Regions from separate parts of the Mus musculus genome. Here region 1 is linked to region 2. The links are chromatin contacts, called in public Hi-C maps. All regions are on one chromosome and are shown on one strand. The core of a region is the stretch at or near the end of the contact, and the rest is flanking DNA. Distances in the headings are between cores, read along the strand shown. Region 1 has its middle 49 kb from the start of Gm38452. Region 2 has its middle 80 kb from the start of Prox1.

Evidence for each region. A called contact is a pair of places that touch in the nucleus more often than the background predicts.
Region 1: a Hi-C map of cerebral cortex shows a contact between it and region 2, with 1.9 times the contacts expected there. The contact joins two enhancer-like sites. A contact is called at or near these places in 1 of 484 Hi-C or Micro-C datasets (cerebral cortex) and 3 of 115 datasets of contacts at active chromatin or transcription factors (embryonic stem cells, forebrain and hepatocytes).

What each region holds. Positions count from the first base shown.
Region 1 is chr1:190,680,359-190,683,737 of GRCm38.p6, reverse strand. No RefSeq gene overlaps it. Among named protein-coding and RNA genes, the nearest start is that of Gm38452, 49 kb to the left of the region's middle. Within about 2 kb of position 1,362, at least 57 of the 459 cell types and tissues checked have an H3K27ac peak or open chromatin away from gene starts, as enhancers often do. A contact at or near this core is called in cerebral cortex, where this site is marked.
Region 2 is chr1:190,249,019-190,251,993 of GRCm38.p6, reverse strand. No RefSeq gene overlaps it. Among named protein-coding and RNA genes, the nearest start is that of Prox1, 80 kb to the right of the region's middle. Within about 2 kb of position 1,268, at least 16 of the 459 cell types and tissues checked have an H3K27ac peak or open chromatin away from gene starts, as enhancers often do. A contact at or near this core is called in cerebral cortex, where this site is marked.

The DNA.
Region 1 (3,379 bases), core at 113-2,612, 430 kb before region 2:
CCTTAGTCTGCAGCCTAGTTTTCTGGCTGTCTGAGCTTTGTCTGTTTTACTCTCCTGTCTTGCACACAAGGAATTGGCCATATCTCACTGCCATCAAATGGGGCACGGGACTTTCCAATCTCAGGCTAAGTTGTCTAAGGCTCCCACCAAGTGCTCGTCCTCCTGAGCCCAGTCCTGGGCACCACCCTTGCTCTCGGAGCTTCTGTGTGGGATTTCAACCCTGCCGAGACATTTGGCTACTTGAATTTACTCATCTCCAAGAGTGTGTGTGACACAGACAGACCATGCTAGCTTATGCCCAGAAACCCCACTAAAGGAGCGAGGACAGATGCAGCCACCACTGCCCTTGGTGGGGGAGGCCATCGAACAGAAGGCCACGAGAGCGGGCCATGGCACACAAAGTCTATTGTCCCCGCTGTGGTGGTGCTGGGTCTGTCAGTGCCTCTTCTCCAGGGCTGCTGGGCTGGAGGCCTGTGAAGTGCCCATGGTGGATGGGCACATGGCCCTGGAGGCTGCCTTGCCAACAGCGACCGCCCAGCAGGGAAGTAGGAAGGCAGGGAAGAACTTCATGCCTCCAGGATTTCCCAATCTATTCTGAGAAGCCAAGGATGACTTGGGGACCTTCCTGCAGATGACTCTCTGAGATCCTCCCTTAGTTGAGAAGTGGATCTGGAACAGGAGCCTTTTTTCAGAATGGCCTCATGTGGAGGGACCTAGCTGGTTACAGTCTCTGTTACCCCACCCCCACCCCCCATCCTCCCCTCATCCTCCCCTCATCCGCATGCACTCACAAATAAGAAAGGATGGTAAATTCTGGAAGATCTCATGTGGTTTCCCCCCCATCCCGCAACACTGAGTGATCACCATTCTGAGCAGGCACCACATGGATTAGAGAGAAGGTCTTAAGAGAGAGCCTGTGGGCATCTCTCATCCTTTCGGATGAAGACTGAGCACACGGTTGGTGTGAACTCCATGAGGACCCAGGTGACGGGAGCCCCCTGTTGAGCTCTGCTTGGGCCCAGGGGTGAATGGAGGGGTAGTGTGGTGTGCTGAGAAACTTGTTGAAGAGAGCTTTGCAAACAATGGCCACCGAATGCCAAAGCTGGCAGGCAGTGGTTCTTAATGTCTGAATGGAAGTGGCTGGAGCTAGCCTTCTTTCTTTCTTTTCTTTTCTTTCTCCCCCCCTCCAACCCCACAGTCACTGTTGCCAAGAAAACAAGGAGTTAGCTGTTTTAAGCATTTACAAATGGTAATGTCCCAACAGCTGGTCTCAGTCCAACAGAGCTATTGTAAGCGTATTAAAAAGACAGGCCAGAGTTGGAGATGTACTGCCAACCTCCCTTGCAGAGTTGGGGAACATTTTACTTGGAAAAAAAGGTCTTATGTTCCTGCAGAGATCGACAGGACGGTTCTCCTGTGGAGTCAGCGCCTCGCTTGGCAGAGCAGGCGGCACGGGCAGGCGAGCCAAATGCTTCCACGACTGGGAAGCGTGGAGTCTGCGGGCTTGCGCTGGATCCATCAGCGCAGCCATGCAGCCTCCCTGCCCGTGACAGGAGGCTCACATGCACGTGTGCAGAGACGCGGCTGTCCTGGATGTCCGAGCCTGGGTGCAGCAGATGCTGGACCAGCCTCAGGAAGGTTGGGGCTATGTTGCCGAGTCTTCCTTTACATCCACCACGCCCTCCTCTCCCTTCTACACAGGCCAAGAAAAGGAAAATAGAAGTCTAAAGAAAACACTACCCCCCTTCTTGTCTCCATCCTCGGCTTCAGAACAGCAGGCAGAGAGAGGCACCCCAGCTCAACCCTCATTCTGGGGTGTTCTTCGGGTTTTCATCCTAGGAAATTGTACTAGCCAGAGCCCGCTTCTTTACTGAAGGCAATTACCAGCGGGCCCTGCGTTTATGGACGAGGCCTGGTGGAAAGTAATAGAAAATGATTATTTTTTGTTCTGAAGGCCATCTTTATTAGTCGTGCGGCAGGGACGTCAGCTGCCTCTCTGAATGGCAGTGTGCAGTGTTTTGCTTTCCCCAGCAAGATAAACGATCTTATTTGTTGATGTTTGGTGCTTGAAATGACATTTATGTGAAATAAAAGAGACCAAATTAATAATAAAAAAATGATTAGTTAGACACAAATGAAAAATGTACATCTCCCCCCCCTCAGTTAAATTGTTTATGTTTACATGTTATTCACAAATAATGGCAAGACGCCCAATAGTTGGATGGTAGGGATTTTTTTTTTCTTTTACAATCATATGGCTTGATTCTGTTCTCCAGATCTTGTCTGAAAGCAGCTATTTGAAATAAAAATGTTTGCATCCATCTCCTCGTTAATCCTTCCGCTGTAATCCAACCTGCTGTAGGGAAATAGCAAAGCAGATGTAACAATGAAAATTGAAAGGGGTGGACACTCATCTCCGCTATAAAAGCTGCTCTCCGTGCAGCCGCGAGAGAAGCTTTTGGATGGAAAATATGGTAAATGATGGTGACAGCCACTGGGATAAGAGTTCGCTATCTGGAGCACTCGGGTGGGGTATTGCCCTGCTCGTAACGGCTGGAGGAGCACTCCTGGGTTTAGTGTACACCAGAGAGCACGTCTGTTGGCTCTGCCTTGAGGCCGGTCGTCGCTTTTTTGGTATCTCTACCCATCTGCTTTCTCACTGGGCTGGAATTTTCTAGATACAAACGAGCACTTTGCAAAGAGTCTGTGGACTCTGTGCTTGGGTGGGTCACACTTGTCATTTGCTTAGAAAGAGCACACCTTGCCTCTCTGGTGGTGACAGGCAGGCTGGTGGTAGTGCTGTGCTGCCTGCCCTGGGTTCAGCCTTTACAACCAAATGCAGCGAGCATTGGGGTAAATAAAGGATCAGGGCGTGCGTGTGAGCACAATTCTGTACTGCACAGGCAGCTTGCGGTTGAAGGTTTGGGAGTATTTTTGGAGGGGATACCAATTTATGTCATTCTATAGTTTAATTTTTCTTCTTCTGGTTGCTTCTGTCTTTTTCTTTCTTTTTTCTTTTTTTAAACTTCTGAATTCACTGGCATTTGAAGTCACATGTAGATTCAGTCCTTCTGTGTGCATTTATTGAGCACCACGTGTTTGCAATCTGAGTCTCATAAAGAGTCAGAAAGGCAAACACATTGTCTTTTACACCTGGCCAAGCTCATATGCCTCACGGCTGAGGCTGGCTTGGCACAATTAGATGCACACAGCACACCAGAGCCATGCGTACAAGTGGGAGAGTGGAGCATAGGATGAGAACGTGGCTATGGGTTGGATGCCTCTTGTGGCTCCCTCCTCTTTCAGAGGGACTGTCATCCACTGAGAAAGGAACTGAGCAGGCAGAGGAGATGGGGAAACACTGTTGCACGGGACCAGA
Region 2 (2,975 bases), core at 19-2,518:
TTAAAATTTTCAGAGACCTCAGAAGGACAAAAAGGAGGTGACAAGTGCAGGAGAGACAGACAGACAGACAGAAAGAGAGAGATGATCTGCTCAAGCCTCATCATAATGCTCATTTCATGGTCTAAACAGGATGCTCTCTCATGTCTCTGGCTCAGCACCTAACCCTTCAAGGACCAGACCTGTGCCTTGCCCAGCTGGGGAGCAGGCTGTTCAATCAGCACTTTTGCCCACATACTCACTGAGAAGGCTAAGGAAGCAAGGTCAACATAGGAGCATGGAGGACAAGGACAGGGACAAGGCAGGAGACAGAAGCCTAAACCCCTGTCTGGCTTAGATGGTGTAAACCTGGAGGGAGACAGGGCAAGAGGCAGACTCTGGGCTGAAAGAACACACATGGAAGGCTGCGTTAAAGGGAAAGCCGGCAGGGCTGGGAGACGGCCCCACCACCCCCGTGCCTGCTGCACAAAGGTGACAACTGTGTTTGGTTCCTCATCATCTGGATGATAGGTGGGTGTGGAGACCCACGGTAACCTCAGCGCTCAGGACTTGGAGACAGGGGACCAAAGATATAAGTTAGCTGGCTGAAGGGGCTGAATTGGGGAACTCTGGATTCAGATGAGAAATGCTGGCTTAACACACACACACACACACACACACACACACACACACACAGAGAGAGAGAAAGAAAAACAGAGACACAGAGATACAGAGACAGAGAGACAAAGAGAGACAGAGACATGGTGAGAGATTTCAAGGACGACACCTGATGTCAACCTCTGGCCTTCACACAGCGTGACAAGGAGGGACAGTCAGTAGCAGGTTTGGCTATAAGAAAATCACCAGGAAAGGGTCGCAGGAAGTCGAAGAGACAAGTTGGAAGCAAAGGGATTGGTTAAGTCAGGAGACAGCTGCTGGCAAGAAGCAGCCAACAGAACAGAAGCAGGCAGACTCTCTGGACCCGGAAAGAATGACATATCCTGATACCGTCTTCCCAGGCCAGACCTAACGGCTCCCAGGCACACAAAATAGTTAAAAAAACAAACTACAACTGAATGAGAAACAGGCAAAGAGGCCCCTAAGCACACAGCCACCCTGCCTGCTCAGCATGTCTGCTCAGCAGTGTCAGTCCCCAAAGGCTTCACACCACGCTTACACCTCGGAGTGCACCCCTCCCCTCGGCAGTGATGAAGACATCTAGGCAGCCAGAGAAACCCAGAAGCAGCAAGCGCGGGAGGGGAGAGTGTGTTACAGAGCCCAGCATCTGTGGCAAGCAGCTGCCAAGCAATCTCCATGTGTCCCTGCAGCTGTCAGTGTGAGAGTGATGGGAGATGGGACAGAAGGAAGACAAGAACTTGAACTTGCTGCAGCGCACTGTGCATGCCAGGCAGGTAGGTGGGCCCTGCAGAGAGCCATGCTGACCCTGTGGGTAGGTGGGCCCTGCAGCGAGCCATGCTGACCCTGTGGGTAGGTGGGCCCTGCAGAGAGCCATGCTGACCCTGTGGGTAGGTGGGCTCTGCAGAGAGCCATCTGACCCTGTGGGAACATTGAAAGCTCTAGGTTTCCTCGGAGAAGAGGGCTCTCACAGAGCCCTTGGTTAGCAAGGCCAATCCTGCTGTGAAAAGCTCATTGCCTCACCTGAGCCAGTGGCCCAGGAAAGCTGCCTGCCTGCTTCAGCAGTGCCCTTTAGCTGCATTTCAGAAACTTGGTCTCTGTCTGTCAAGCTGCAGTATGAGAAAATCATCTTGGCTTCAAAGGATGGAAGTCCTACCTGCACTGTGTGCAGATGTGGTGGTGACACCTGTATCCTCAGGGTTTGCAGTACAGTGTGCAGGTGTGGTGATGACACCTGTGACCTCAGCACCTGCAGTACAGTGTGCAGATGTGGTGGTGACACTTGTAACCCTAGTGCCTAGGGGCCTGTGGCCAGAGGATCTAAAGTTCCAGCCCACTTGGGCCATGCCTCGAGTCCCTCTCACAGAACAACAGATGAAGTAAAGTGGGAGAATTATTTGAGAATTTCATGATCCCCTTACTGCCAAATAAACAGAGACATGACCCAGGTTAAGGTCATTCGACCCAAATATAAAATTATTGCTTCTGTTGTTCACCAGCTGCTAACTGCGAGACAAGGTCTGGGTGTTGTCCTCCAATGCTCAGACATTTATTAAGTATCTACATAGCACACAGAAGCAAGATGGGGCTTTTGAAGACTTCCTTATTTTCATATTGTGTGTATAGGTATTTTGCTTCTACACATGCAAATACACCCCATGCATGCAGTGCCTATGGAGGCCAGAAGATGGCATCAGACACCCCCCGGAAACAGAGTTTACAATTGTGTGGGTGCTGGGAACAGAACCTGGGTCCTCACAAGAGCAAAAAGTGCTTTTACTTGATAAGTCATCTCTCCTGCCCAGAGTTTAGTTTTGAAGCAGCTGAAAGAGACACGGAAAGAAAAAAATAAAGTATACCAGGCCTTCAGCCCAGGGACAGTTTTCATGGCTGTCATCCAGGTACAATGAGGCTAAGATCCAGCCAGCCATCTGTACAGGGCAGGCGTTTCAGGTAGTCAGCTCCAGCCTCTTTGGCTTAGCCAGTTCTCTGGGAACCTGGTACTAAACATAACACTTGGAAGATCACACCTGTCCACAGCAAACTTGCAAGGCCAAGTGTCTGGGACTCATCCTCATGGGGATGAATGGGGGTGAGAATTCTCAAGGGCTGACCTTGTAGATAAAGAGGACAGTATCGGGAAGATCAAAAGCAGTTCAAGAAAGATCATCCTACCACAGAGAAGACAAAAGGCAAAGACTGATACCCAATGTTTCTCTCTGACTTCCATGTACTGGGGTATGCCCTGCTCTGAATTACCCATGTAAATGTGCACATCCATGTATACACACACACACACACACACACACACACACATTTCAAATAAATATGGGCAAAATACCTGCATATTCAAAGCAAGGTGA